3 separate regions of the Mus musculus genome follow, and all the other regions are linked to region 3. The links are chromatin contacts, called in public Hi-C and HiChIP or PLAC-seq maps. All regions are on one chromosome and are shown on one strand. The core of a region is the stretch at or near the end of the contact, and the rest is flanking DNA. Distances in the headings are between cores, read along the strand shown. Region 1 overlaps Clec16a (C-type lectin domain family 16, member A). Region 2 overlaps Clec16a (C-type lectin domain family 16, member A). Region 3 overlaps Clec16a (C-type lectin domain family 16, member A).

The links. Hi-C and Micro-C count contacts between places; a contact is called where the count stands out from the background. HiChIP or PLAC-seq counts read pairs in DNA pulled down with a chosen protein or histone mark.
Region 1: an H3K27ac HiChIP or PLAC-seq map of T-cell acute lymphoblastic leukemia shows a contact between it and region 3, with 4 times the contacts expected there. The contact joins two enhancer-like sites. A contact is called at or near these places in 2 of 15 datasets of contacts at CTCF or cohesin (both in embryonic stem cells), 19 of 484 Hi-C or Micro-C datasets (CD4 T cells, the HL-1 cell line, Sertoli cells and 6 more), 6 of 115 datasets of contacts at active chromatin or transcription factors (DN3 thymocytes, T-cell acute lymphoblastic leukemia, Th17 cells and 3 more) and 1 of 9 other capture datasets (embryonic stem cells).
Region 2: a Hi-C map of regulatory T cells shows a contact between it and region 3, with 2.1 times the contacts expected there. The contact joins two enhancer-like sites. A contact is called at or near these places in 2 of 15 datasets of contacts at CTCF or cohesin (both in embryonic stem cells), 21 of 484 Hi-C or Micro-C datasets (CD4 T cells, the HL-1 cell line, Sertoli cells and 6 more), 5 of 115 datasets of contacts at active chromatin or transcription factors (T-cell acute lymphoblastic leukemia, cardiomyocytes, double positive thymocytes and 1 more) and 1 of 9 other capture datasets (embryonic stem cells).

The regions. Positions count from the first base shown.
Region 1 is chr16:10,582,759-10,586,973 of GRCm38.p6, reverse strand. All of the region lies in intron 9 of Clec16a (C-type lectin domain family 16, member A), which reads right to left. Among named protein-coding and RNA genes, the nearest start is that of Clec16a, 40 kb to the right of the region's middle. Within about 2 kb of position 1,598, at least 64 of the 459 cell types and tissues checked have an H3K27ac peak or open chromatin away from gene starts, as enhancers often do. A contact at or near this core is called in T-cell acute lymphoblastic leukemia, Th1 cells, Th17 cells and 2 more, where this site is marked.
Region 2 is chr16:10,563,388-10,567,208 of GRCm38.p6, reverse strand. The region is part of intron 3 of Clec16a (C-type lectin domain family 16, member A); the gene reads right to left. Among named protein-coding and RNA genes, the nearest start is that of Clec16a, 20 kb to the right of the region's middle. Within about 2 kb of position 1,523, at least 35 of the 459 cell types and tissues checked have an H3K27ac peak or open chromatin away from gene starts, as enhancers often do. A contact at or near this core is called in T-cell acute lymphoblastic leukemia and regulatory T cells, where this site is marked.
Region 3 is chr16:10,739,490-10,743,661 of GRCm38.p6, reverse strand. Clec16a (C-type lectin domain family 16, member A) reads right to left here. Exons shown (of 23, transcript NM_001204229.1): 23 at 1-2,048. The coding sequence ends at 1,693. Among named protein-coding and RNA genes, the nearest start is that of Socs1, 44 kb to the left of the region's middle. Within about 2 kb of position 2,346, at least 66 of the 459 cell types and tissues checked have an H3K27ac peak or open chromatin away from gene starts, as enhancers often do. A contact at or near this core is called in T-cell acute lymphoblastic leukemia, Th1 cells, Th17 cells and 2 more, where this site is marked.

The DNA.
Region 1 (4,215 bases), core at 349-2,848, 160 kb after region 3:
GGCAGGAGCCATAAAGAGAAGTGTAAGTAACATACAGATGCACATGCACTCCCCAGAGAACCATTTGGGTACCTTCCCAACTGGCTCACCTGACACCTACAGATATAGTCAATGACTAATTCGGAGGGAAAAAGCTATTCTGTCTCTTAGCTGATATTCTGAACTCCCAGCCAGCCAGTCCTGGCACACATATGAGTGATAAAATATTTGCACCACCTAGAGGTGAAACCTGGTGGTTAAGTTGGAAAGCAGAGTGCAAGCTGAGGGTTTAGCTCACTGTCACCAATGGCAATGTCTACTCTAGTCTTAGCAGTCTCTGTCACTTGTTATTGCTGATGCTTCCTGCCCTCTTTATGCCCTTGCCTGCATCTGAAGTGCTTCCCCAAGCGCCTGCTGAATATAGTTCAGTTCCAACAACAGCGTGCCCACCCACGCACACTTATATAGGCCCCATATAGGGGATGAGGTTGTACAGCCTCACCTAACATTCCTGCACCAACTGGTGCTAGACCTAAGAACAAACACTACACATAGCAGAAGCCCTCCCTTCAAAGCCATGTTTGTTATTCTAGCTGTAGAAGCAATAAGACTGAGGCCTGGAGACGCAGACTAACTCAACCTGGGACACCTTGAGGCACTCACTGCTGCAGGTACCAGATGCAGAGTGTAACATGTGAACAGCACAAGAAACAGCATGCTGAGAGTCTTCACAACAAAGTCACAAGCACCTCATGACTGCTGTCCCTGGCCTTGCTGCCTCATTTATTCCAGCACTGAGTACCCTTGAACTCATGAGGGTAAAGCAGAAAGATGATAAACCTAAGACCAACTACCCCATGCGATACAGTAAGTTAAACATCAGCCTGGACTCCATTTCTGGTGTTACTCCGTCTTTCGGTAACCTAAAAAAACACCTACAGGTACCGAAGCACATCCCCAGTTCCAACCCATAATCACTTTGCAAACAATAGAAGAGGCTACCATATGAGTTGCCACTCTTGGGTATGTGTGGTAGTCCGAATGAGAATGCCCCCACTGTCTTATAGTTTTGAATGTTTAGTTCCCAGTTGAATGATTTAGGAAGAAATTAGCTGGTGTGGTCTTGCTGGAGGTGTGCACTGTGCTTCAAAGCCCACACCAGGCCTCCAACTTGTAGATAAGATGTAAGCTCTCAGCTCCTGCTCCAGCGTCATGCCTGCCTGCCTACCATATGATGGTAATGCACACAGGAATTTCAATTAGACATTTATCTGCCTATTCTGATCTGTGTTAAATTTAACCCTAAATTATAGCCCTTCAGTATAATTCTGTCTCTCCTCTGCTTCTCTCCAATTTTGGTTTGGGTTTGCAAGAGGTCTGCTGGTAAAAATGAAGCAATACCAGTAACTTATCTACAAATTACAGGAAGGAGAAAGTAGGGTAAAAAAGACCAAGAAGTTAAAACAAGTTTGATCAACCACATCCGAGCCAGGCAGGAAATAGTAGGAGACTGTTGTCACTCAGAGGGAAGGCAGGCAACTTGCACAGGACTACTGTTAAACAATTCACAACTGCCAGTTACCTTGGCAGCTAGTCTAGGATTTCCATCTACAGGCATCAGAAGGTGGGGCTTTGATCTAACACCTACAGAGAAACCAGCCTCTCAAGTGCCAGCTCCTTCTGTTCAGCCACTCATGCAACCAGTGGGTGTGTCTCCCACAGTGGAGGCTGGACCTCTGCCCCAAGAGGAGACCATGGGGAAAAAGGACAGACCTCCTGAGAGCCATCTGAGAGGTGGCCAGTTGCCATCTGCTCTGTGCTTTTGCTTAAGCTGCAAACCACAGCCTGTTTGTTGTGTCCTACTTGTGGTCAGGTACTGTAGTTCTGTAGGCATCCACATGGGATAAAACCAGGGACAATCTCTGTGTTATTTCTTACAGCTGCATGCAAATCTACAATTACCTCACTAAAAAATGTCCTTTAGAAGTCTGCAAGCTAGCAGATGAAGTAATAAAGAAAATGGGTAGACGTGAATGATTGCTGAATGCTTAGTCAGAATGGGACACTCACATCCTCCTCCTTCAAACTTCAAGGAACATCATGGAGAAGGTGGGAAATGTAAGAGCTAGAGGATGGAGTGGAGTGCTGTGGAAAACTGTGTCCCAAGCATGATGGGGCTGCTGCACTCTGAGCTCATAATTGCTGTGATGACGTGCATAAGACCTGACCTACCAATGTTGTGTCATGAAGTCAGGGAGCTCACGAGGCCGCACCCCTCCTGATGACATATTGTCTGTCAGTTAATGGTAGTTGGGAGGAGAGGTGCAGGCTCTGCTCTGTCTTCTGTGAGGACTTATTGGCAGTAATAGTTTCTGGGAAACAGAGAAACATTTTCTTTAGTTGTGTAGCTACTGGTAAGGTGCCCATGCTCTTGTGGGAAAACTCTGCTAATTAATGATGAAGTCCACCATGACTAGAGAGCCTCTGGGATCAGCAGAATATGGGAGACTCACTTCATTAGTGGATCTTCTCCTTTTCTAACCTTGTCTGGAAAATCCAAAACCCTCTCTCTGAGGAATGTTAGGTAGCCTTAGTTTGGTTACAGGTTTTGACAAAACCTGTTCAGCCAACACCTGAGATCCCTGAAATGCTTCCCCATGCTTAGGGTACCCTAAGCCCCCCAGCCAATCACCTCCGCCCATCCTGCATGTCCCTACCCTCAGCCCCCCTAACACTTTATAAGCCTTCAATCACCCTAAGTAATGTTGATCTGCCCCGAGGGTGGTTCCAGCGTAGTCACTCACTGTACGGACTCACAGGGCTTCCAGATCCCCAACCCCATCATCTCTGCTCCCTTTGCCCTGTGGATTGTATGGGCCGATGATCCTCGAGGGTGGGAGGACCCACATGCTCCTGTATAGAGCCCTACTGAAATTCCCTGGTCATTGGGAAAAATAAAAAAGGAAATGAAAGCAGCAGGGGAATTAGTGGGGAAAGGGAAGCAGATCATCAGGCGTGAGATGGGACAAGAGAGTGTAACGGGATTGAATATGATAAAATATTTCATATGCATGTACAAAAATGCCATAATGAATCTGTAATGTATAATCAGTATATGACAAGAAGAGACGCAAAATTAAAAAAGAAAGTGGGTATATACATATAATACATTATTCTGCCTTTACAATTTAAAGAAATTTGGCAATAGCAAAATGGGTAAACCTTGAGGACACCATTCTACATGTAGTAAACCAATAAAAGAAAAGAAATACCTTACATGATTCCACTTCGTTACATGAGATATCTAAAATCATCAAACTCATAGAAGCAGAGGGTGGGACAGTGCCTGCAGGGACAGGGAAGTAGGAACGGTTCAAGAGGAATACAGTTTCCGTTTTGGGGTGGCTCTGGATCACATGGAGAACATGATGAATGAGTTTAAGAGATCTGTGAGACACTGGCCTGCTGGCAACAATAATGCATTATGCATTTAAACACTTGATAAGAGGCTGGGAGATGGATCCATCAGAAACACGATTGCCGTGCATGCACAAGGACTTAAATTTGAGTCCCAAGTACTATATTAGAAACAGGCATCATGGTGTTTATCTGTATTCCCAGAGCTGGGAAAGCAGAGTAGAGGCAGAGAAAGACACTTCCTTAGAGGCCACTAATCAGCCAATTTAGCTGAAGCAGTGAATTCTAGGTTCATCGAGAGACCTATCTCAAAGAAGACCAAGTAAGAAGCAACTGAGGAAGAAATATGACATCAATCTCTGGCCTTGACATACACGTGCATATACATGCATGTATATTTGAATGTGCTCACACACACACACACACACACACACACACACACTAACAAGCTAAATGTTCTTGCCATCTGTGAAATCCAGTTCCCCAAAAAACTCTGGGCTCAGATCTTCCAACCCCAAGTCCGACTTCAGCACTGCTCATGGAAGACATTCTGGGAAGAGCTTCGGTTACTACACTGGGGCTTGAAAATGGTGTCAAACAAAAGAGTTCAAAAGGACATTTTAAACTGTTATTAATATAAATGAAGTGTCAATTAGCAGCAGGTGAAGTGGGGACAAGGCAAAATAAACAACAAACATGTCTCCTGAGAGCAGCCTCTGAGAGGCTTTCTGCAGAAATGTGCATAACGATCAGATTGTCTCCAAAACTCTGTACTCATAAGTGAAACTCTACATTTCAATGTTGGCATCTTAGAAGACT
Region 2 (3,821 bases), core at 274-2,773, 180 kb after region 3:
CATAATACTTAGGTGCTTCTGACAACTGGAACACTTGTGATCTGGCAATGGGAACAGGAGGAGGAAATTAGGACATCTCAGTAAGTTCTGTATTTATAGGCCAGTTGCTTCTGGGCCACAAATGGCACAAAAGCTAGCAGCTTAAGGTGTGTGAAGAAAGTCTGGCTACATTCTACACCTGAGACAGCCACAAGGTTCATCTGCTCCTCACAGGGGCTTTTTTAAGTCCTCTACAAGGTTCTGTGGGGGGTTAGGGATCAGTAAAGGGGCCCACTGTGTGGCTGGGATTTTTCTACTACCCCCTCACTGTGGCTGACATTCTGTGGTATTCTGTTATAATAAACCTGGGAGTCAGTAAGTAATCTCAGTCTCTTGGGCCTCTGTTACTTAGGTCACCAAACAAAGAGGCAACAGTAGCATCTGTGCAATGCCTCCCTGTAATAGCGTAATAGTGAGAACCTGGAAAGCACCTAGATGCCCACAGTCAGGTTCATTTAATAACAATATAGATCAGGGCGAGTCACATGCAGGAACAGCAGAGTGAGTAGGACGGCCTGCATGGCTGGGTGCAGGGTGGGAGGCTACAGGCACCTGACTGCACTTCTGTGACTATGTTATGCTGTTTTACAATGACTCCCCCACTAAAACTAAAAAGTAAAAATAAAAGCAGCAGGGCATATGGCATACATATACTGTGATGGTGGCACTCAGAGACTGAAGCAGAGCTGGGTGTTGTGGCCCATGCCTTTAATCCCAGCACTTTGGAAGCTGAGGCAGGAAGACTGAGAGTTTGAGGCCAAACTACACTACAAAGAGAACACTGCCTCAAAAGCTACTTTTAATAAACTGTCCTGAAAGCCAAAGGTGTGTGTCTGCTGGGCTTTGCAGGCAGCTCCCACACTGCTCCCACTTCCTTTTAGAGCCATGCACATGTCGGATCACTTTTGTATCGAATCTGAAATAGCACCAATGCAGAGGGCAGAGAGGGTCATCAGGAGCCATGTCTGGAGAAGTGGGGAGACTGGAATAAAGGTCACAAGAGCCCTGTGAGGCAGCTAAGTTCTCCATTACAGATTGGTGACCCGTGATGACAGCTAATGGCTCCGACCTAGAGGTCTGAAATCCTCAGACAGGAAGTTCTGAAAGGTGATGTACATGTCAGCTGCACAGCAGAGGCCACCTCAAAGGATTTACATCAGATCTTCAAGGTACTTCACCAAGAAGCTAAAACTTTCAAAGGACGTACTGTTAATCCTAGCCCTAAATGGATTTCAAAAGGGTCACCAAGATAAAACTCCAAAGACCCCATATTAAAGGTCAAGACTTTGGAATTGTCCCAATGGCCTCAGAACATTCCTGAGCCTGCACCTCAGAGCTGGATCTTCCCCTCTGAGCTCAGAAACCACACTTATTCCAGATCCAGCGAAACAGAAGCTGATAACAAGGGAAACCACACAGGGAGATGTGAATTAGCACCATCTGTGGTCAGGGGGAGGAGGAGGAGGGCTCTGTGGCTACAGCACCACCTAGTGGCCACTGCTAAGGTCACCACCACCCAGCAACTTGATTTGCCCCAAGAAGTCAGTACCTGCCTTTGCTCTGGGCGCTCCACCGTTTTTTCTCTTGCTTTCAAGAGCAGGACCTGCACTGTGCTGCATTTGGAGTAAGTAACTAGCACAGAATGAAATTAGGCTGGCTCAGTCCCAGCATAGATAAGGGTCTGGTAATGCTCTGCTGAAGGTCTGCCCTGGGGATTGCAGCCTCCCTCTACTCGGATGGACTATGACAACTAAGAGCAGCTCCAGAAAATGCCAGCACCACACTGAGGACCACTGAGTGTATTCTCCTGTGCTAAAATCTCTCCTCTACTCTGAATGTGCTGTACTGGTTACTTTGGGTCCATGACTCAAACTTTCTTGGAGTTATAACAAGAGCCTCCGTAGCCCCTGCCTCTCAGAAGAATAAATGGGGCTGAGGGTTGAACTGAGTTAAATTCTTGCTTGCTGGGCAACAAAACTGAAGCAGAGGCACCCCTAAGACCTCTCTGCCTTCTCCATTGCTCTTAGAAGTGCTGGCCTATGTACTCCTCAGTCATTAGATCTTTGAAATTGAACCATGCTGAGGGGATGGCAAGTCAATCAGCAGGAGTCCTTCATGGAACCCTACCACACTGAACTACCCTCAACATAGTCAAAAGCTGCACATGTCGTTTCCAGTGTGACTACATGTGATGACAGGGTAATTACGATTAAATGAGTTTGCAGGGTCAGGCTCCACCCCTGACAGAATTAGTGCCCCATGGAGTCAGAGAGACCAGAGGTTGAGCTCTCTGACTTCATTCTCTCACAGGCGGGGCCAGGTACTGTGAGAAGGTAGCTAAGGTCTAATGTGGCCCCAGGTTTCATGAGTCCTAACCTCTATTCCTGAAATGAGGCCACGTTAGGAAGTAAGGCTTATGAGTGGTATTTAGGTGATGGAGTGAAGCTGTCATGAGTGGGTTAATATCTTTCTCACTGTGAATTTCTCCTCTCCTGGCCCTTGACGAGTTAGTTACCTTAAGAGCAAGTTCCTGCAAGCTGACAAGAGAGCTCAGAAAGTAAAGGCTCTTGCCACCAATGCCGAACTCCACCGACAAAAGGAGAACGGTTACCTCTCTTCCACTGTCACGTGCACTCTGCAGTGTGGCCGTGTGCACACACTCACATCTCTTCCACTGCCACGTGCACTCTGCAGTGTGGCCGTGCGCACACACTCACATCTCTTCCACTGTCACGTGCACTCTGCAGTGTGGCCGTGCGCACACACTCACATCTCTTCCACTGTCACGTGCACTCTGCAGTGTGGCCGTGCGCACACACTCACATCTCTTCCACTGCCACGTGCACTCTGCAGTGTGGCCGTGCGCACACACTCACATCTCTTCCACTGTCACGTGCACTCTGCAGTGTGGCCGTGCGCACACACTCACATCTCTTCCACTGTCACGTGCACTCTGCAGTGTGGCCGTGCGCACACACTCACATCTCTTCCACTGCCACGTGCACTCTGCAGTGTGGCCGTGTGCACACACTCACATCTCTTCCACTGCCACGTGCACTCTGCAGTGTGGCCGTGTGCACACACTCACATCTCTTCCACTGCCACGTGCACTCTGCAGTGTGGCCGTGTGCACACACTCACATGCAGAGAAGCACGCAAAGAGGTAAATGCAACACAAATTTTAAAGAAACACTTGAAGCATTGCAATGGGGATTACCTGCTCTGTAAAGCTCACAGATTAAAAGAAATCAGGTTACCATGCGCTTACTGAGCAAATATATGGTTTCTTTTACACAGCCTTTTTGACTGTGAGTTGAAGCAGCAGAAGGTTCTCACAAGGCATGGATACCTAATTTTGAACTTCTTGGCCTTCTAAATCTTAAGCCAAAATAAAGCTCATTTCTTTAAATGACCTAGTTTCTCAGAGCTTAAGAGATGACTTGGTGGTTAAGAGCACCAGCTGCTCTTTGAGAGGACCTGGGTTGGATTCCCAGAACCCACATGATGGCTCATAATCATCTTTAATTCTAGTTCCAGGGTATCCAATACCCTCAGCAGGCATTAGACACTCACATGGATTATAGATATATGTGCAGGCAAAACACCCATGCACATAAGAAATAAAAGATATTTTTAATTACTTAGTCTCAGTGAATTTGTTACAGTAAAAGAAAACAGACTCAGACAGCAGCTGTCTATAAACTAAAAAGAAATCCCCACCAGAAACCAGCCCTGACCTCAGCTTCAAAGTGGATATCCGTCTTCCAGAATAGTGGGCAAAC
Region 3 (4,172 bases), core at 1,097-3,596:
ACCCTAGCAATTGTCATTTCAAAACCCAAAGTGTACAGTTGTGCTGAAGACAGGGCTAGCCTGCTTCTTTGTCTACCCCTCCCTGCAAATGAGCAAAAAACACCCAAGGTTGGCTGTGGGGTCCACAGAGCTCTTGTTCCCAGTGGCCATCACTTTCCTCTCTTCCCAGGGGCTAAGCATCCTAGAACATCCTACTTTGCCAGGGCCTTTGGAGTGGCTGCCTCTAAGGAAGATTGGTTGACTTCCTGACCCAGCCTTCTGTTTTAGAAAACATCTTGTCTTTGACAGCATGCCCACTGGAGCACTTTTAAAGACCAGAGAAGCCAGTCCACATGGGTTCCACTACCTTCCTAGGGAGCACTGCTTTCTCTTGGAAAACTGAGCATTGGGGCCTGCAGGGAAGTTAGCTTAGCAGAGTGTCAGGGTCTAATGATGAGCAGATGGTAATGTATGGGGTACCCTTGTGGCTCGCCTTTGGTGGGTACTGAAACTGGGTGAGGCCAGATCTGTAGGAAGCCATAGAGGGCCTCGCCACGGAGCCTGGAGTAGTGACCTGGCTGGCCAGTTCAGAGGAGGGAGGGGCTGATGGCACAGATCTGTTCCTTGCTGGCACATGCCTACAACTATGGGGTTTTCATACTGCGTGGAAGCAGCAAAGGGTGGGGCAGGAGGGAGGGGGAGGAGGGAGGGGGAGGAGGGAGGGGGAGGGTGGGATTCTGCTTTTGGTCACCTGTTTTGCAGCTGGGCCCCAGTTGGGCATCCACTTGCATCTTGGGAAGCAGATTATATCTGAGGATGACTTTCTGTGCCTTAAATCCTTTGATTTCTGTCACGGACACTGGCTAATGGGTCTTTCTTGGATGAAGAGAGAAGGGAGCGTGCCTGCTCGGAGCAGCGTCTGTGTGGTGTCCTGAGCAGGGAACAGACGTCATCCAGGTCACGCGAGAGCAGAGGCTTGGCCTTCTCACCCATGTGACCTGAGCGGACTCAGGTCTCTCTCATCTTGTTCAGAAGTACCTCAGTGTTTCAGGGAGAGACATCATCACCCCACAGGCTTGTAGAGTTGGGGACAGAGAAAGAAGAATCACTCAGGAAAACAGAGGAAGTGACAGCCACAACTTCAGAATAAAAACATGGAAAAGTTCTAAGGACAGAGAACCTTAACAGCTGACACTTCTAATGAGACTCCGAGCCTTATGGTTGAGGGCTTTTTCTTTTTGCCCCTCCTCCAAAATAGATTCTTTTAAAATAAATCTCTTCATTTGTTGCCAAAACCAGAAATAACTAGCTCGAGGAGATGCTTATCTAGGTTTGCTTCTCCACAGGTTTCTACCCAGAGTAACCTTGTCCACTTCTGTGCACACTGGGAGGGAAGACAAAGGAGCTGCCCAAAGGACGGTGCCAGTGGGTCCTGCCCCCTGCGGCTGTCAGGATCAGGGGCAGGGCCCCAGACCCCTCTGAGGTGGCCAATGCCATCGTCTCTACACAGGAGGCCGTTTCTAGGATCCCAGCCTGCTCAGCGAGAGGTCAGAGCAAATGAGTGCTTGGTGGTTGTCTTGTAGGGAGAGGTATGAGGGGCAGTTTTCAGGGCCACGGAGAATTGTGGGTGCTCCCAGTGTGTCTTGCTGTCACAAAATGCATGGGGGGTCCCTACCAGCGGGCCGCACACACAAAGGGAGAGCTCTGGCGCACTCAGTGCTCTGTGGGTTCCGCAGGCTCTGGGTTTACAGCACCCTCAGCTGGGGTCTCCGTATCTGCTGCAGGCAGTGTGGGGAGCTGGGAGATGCCAGAGAGGGCTCGGAGGCTGTGGGGATCGACCGGGGGGACAATGGTCAGTGACTCGACACTCAGTGTGTCAGCAGTGTCCTCGTAGAGCAAGGAGATGGTGGGCTGCTGGGCGGGAAGGAGGCTAGGGGACAGGTGCATTGTCTCCCCCTCAGAGCTCCTGGCCGATGAGTTCTTGCTGGGCTTGGAGTTGACATCCATTTCATTCCCAATCACTGACTGGTCTAGGTGAGGCTGAGGCTGTTCTGGAGTCGTGGGGGCATCTAGGTGGGAAGGAAAACAGAGATACTCTCAGCTCCAGTGACACTGTACTCAGCTGGCACCTGCCACTCCTGCACTGCACCAGGGTGGAAAACTCTGTGGGGAGACTGCTAATATTAGGGGCATGCCTGTTCCACCAACTCCTTGATGGGACCCAGAAGCTCCTAGCTTCATCTAACTTAGGCCTAGGGATAGTGTGTTAGGATCTTGGGTACCTGACTTGTGAAAACTCAGGCCTTGTCTGAAATCAACACCTGAATACTGAAAGTGAAACCTGGTCTGGGCAGGCTCTGTGTGCAGGCAGAGAGTCTGGAGCATTGCCTAATGGTAAATACAGAAACTGAAAGCAAACAGGTTGGGGCGTCTCTACAATCCCAGGCTATTTCCAGAGCCTACATTTGGAGATATTTGCCAAGGAATCCAGTGTAACAGCTTTTTTTTTTTTTTTTTTTTTTTTTTTTTTTTTTTTTTAAAAGGTAGAATGTTCTAGTTTCTAAAATCTTGTACTGTTGTGAGCTTCCGCCTTCTGCAGGCACTAAGCTTGCACCCACCAAGCAGATGGGCTTGCCCAGGGCCACTACTGAGCTAGCCTCCACCCAATGTGGAATTTTTAGTATATGTGCTGCCAAAACGAGCACCCAGTGTAGAATTGTTGTTGTTGTTGTTTGTTTGGTTCTTTATTAAACCCTTGGAGACTGGATAGATGCAGGCCACTTGCTTTTCAATGATGCCAGCCAGGAATGTGTGGCATTCAAGGGAAGAGCCATTCAGCACTTCAGCCTGGGGACTTTAAGACCCCGAGAGGAGGTGCTAGGGATGTGGCTTGGCTACACGTTCATATCTGTATGGATTCTAGGGTTAACAGGCCTCCGAAGAAGATGGCAACTGTTCAGTCCTAGAGCTTCATGAGGGGATTTGGGGCAGATGGGATGTAGTTTTAGTTCAATGTTATTCTGGTGACTTCATTTTGTTTTCTAAAGCCAAAATAAAACAGAAAAGCAAACCAAACACAGAGCCAAAGGATGGAAGAACGAAGAACAGAATAAAAGCAGGCAACATGAGGAATGGTGGCAAGCAGGGGAGCCAAAGGGGAGGAAAGCGCATGCCGCTTGCTCGCTCGCTCGCTTGCTCAGCCAGCACGCCAGCACATGCTGCCGTGTGCCTTCCTTCTGGACTCTGGGAAGATGGAAGGGTCAGTCAGTTCCGTTCCTTCTAAGAGCTGTACTTTGGTTTTTGGACTGCTGGGGATGGAACCCAGGGCCTCAGGCACAATGCTAGCCAAATGTTTGCCCAGGAGCTCCTTTACCCAGTGTCCTTTCTTAACACAGGAAGGAGAGAGCAGGAGTCTAGAGAGAGCCACTTCCCATGGCTTTGGGCCCGCCCTTGCTTGGGGGCTGTGGGTGTCAGTGAGAACTGGTGCAAAAAGAGACAGAGGTGTCTGTTGTGCAGACTGCTGTGCTCACACCGCCGTCCCTCGCTGCTCACAGTCTCCGCTAACTACTGACTTGTCTCACTGTACGAGCCATGCTTGGGAGCTGGGCTGGCTTTAGTTCAGGTTCCTGTTGTGACCCTGTGTGAACCCTCCATGTCTAAGTGGCACTCAGCTGCTCAGTGACCTTTTTCAAAGTTTTGGGACAGGTCTGAGCCTGCCTGGGAAGGCCTCCACGAGAGGCTGTGACTAGGCAGCTTGGAAATGACCCCCGCTGCAAATGGAATTGTCCTGCTATTGGTGATGGGGACAGAAACGCTGCCTTCCTGGGTTCTTACCTCTTTCCTGGTTCTCTAGTGGGGCTTTTGCGGATGAGAATAATCATGAAGGCAGGGAGACCATGGTCAAACACACCTTCAAATCCATCAAAAAAGCAAAATAACCAACAATGCCACACAAATGGCTGCTTTAGAAAAGTAGCAACTTTTTGTTAAAAGGGCTGTTTTTTCCACTTTAAAAAATACCCCTAGTTATTTTAATAGAAAAAAAAAAAAAAGGAATGTCCTTTTGCTCCCACCTTCTACTGCTGTCTATACTGGAAATTATTTCCTGAAAATGGGCAGCAAATTTATCTAACCAAGGGGGCAAAGAAAGAGAAGCAGGGCAGGTTTCCCAAGGAAGGCACAGAGAGGCCATG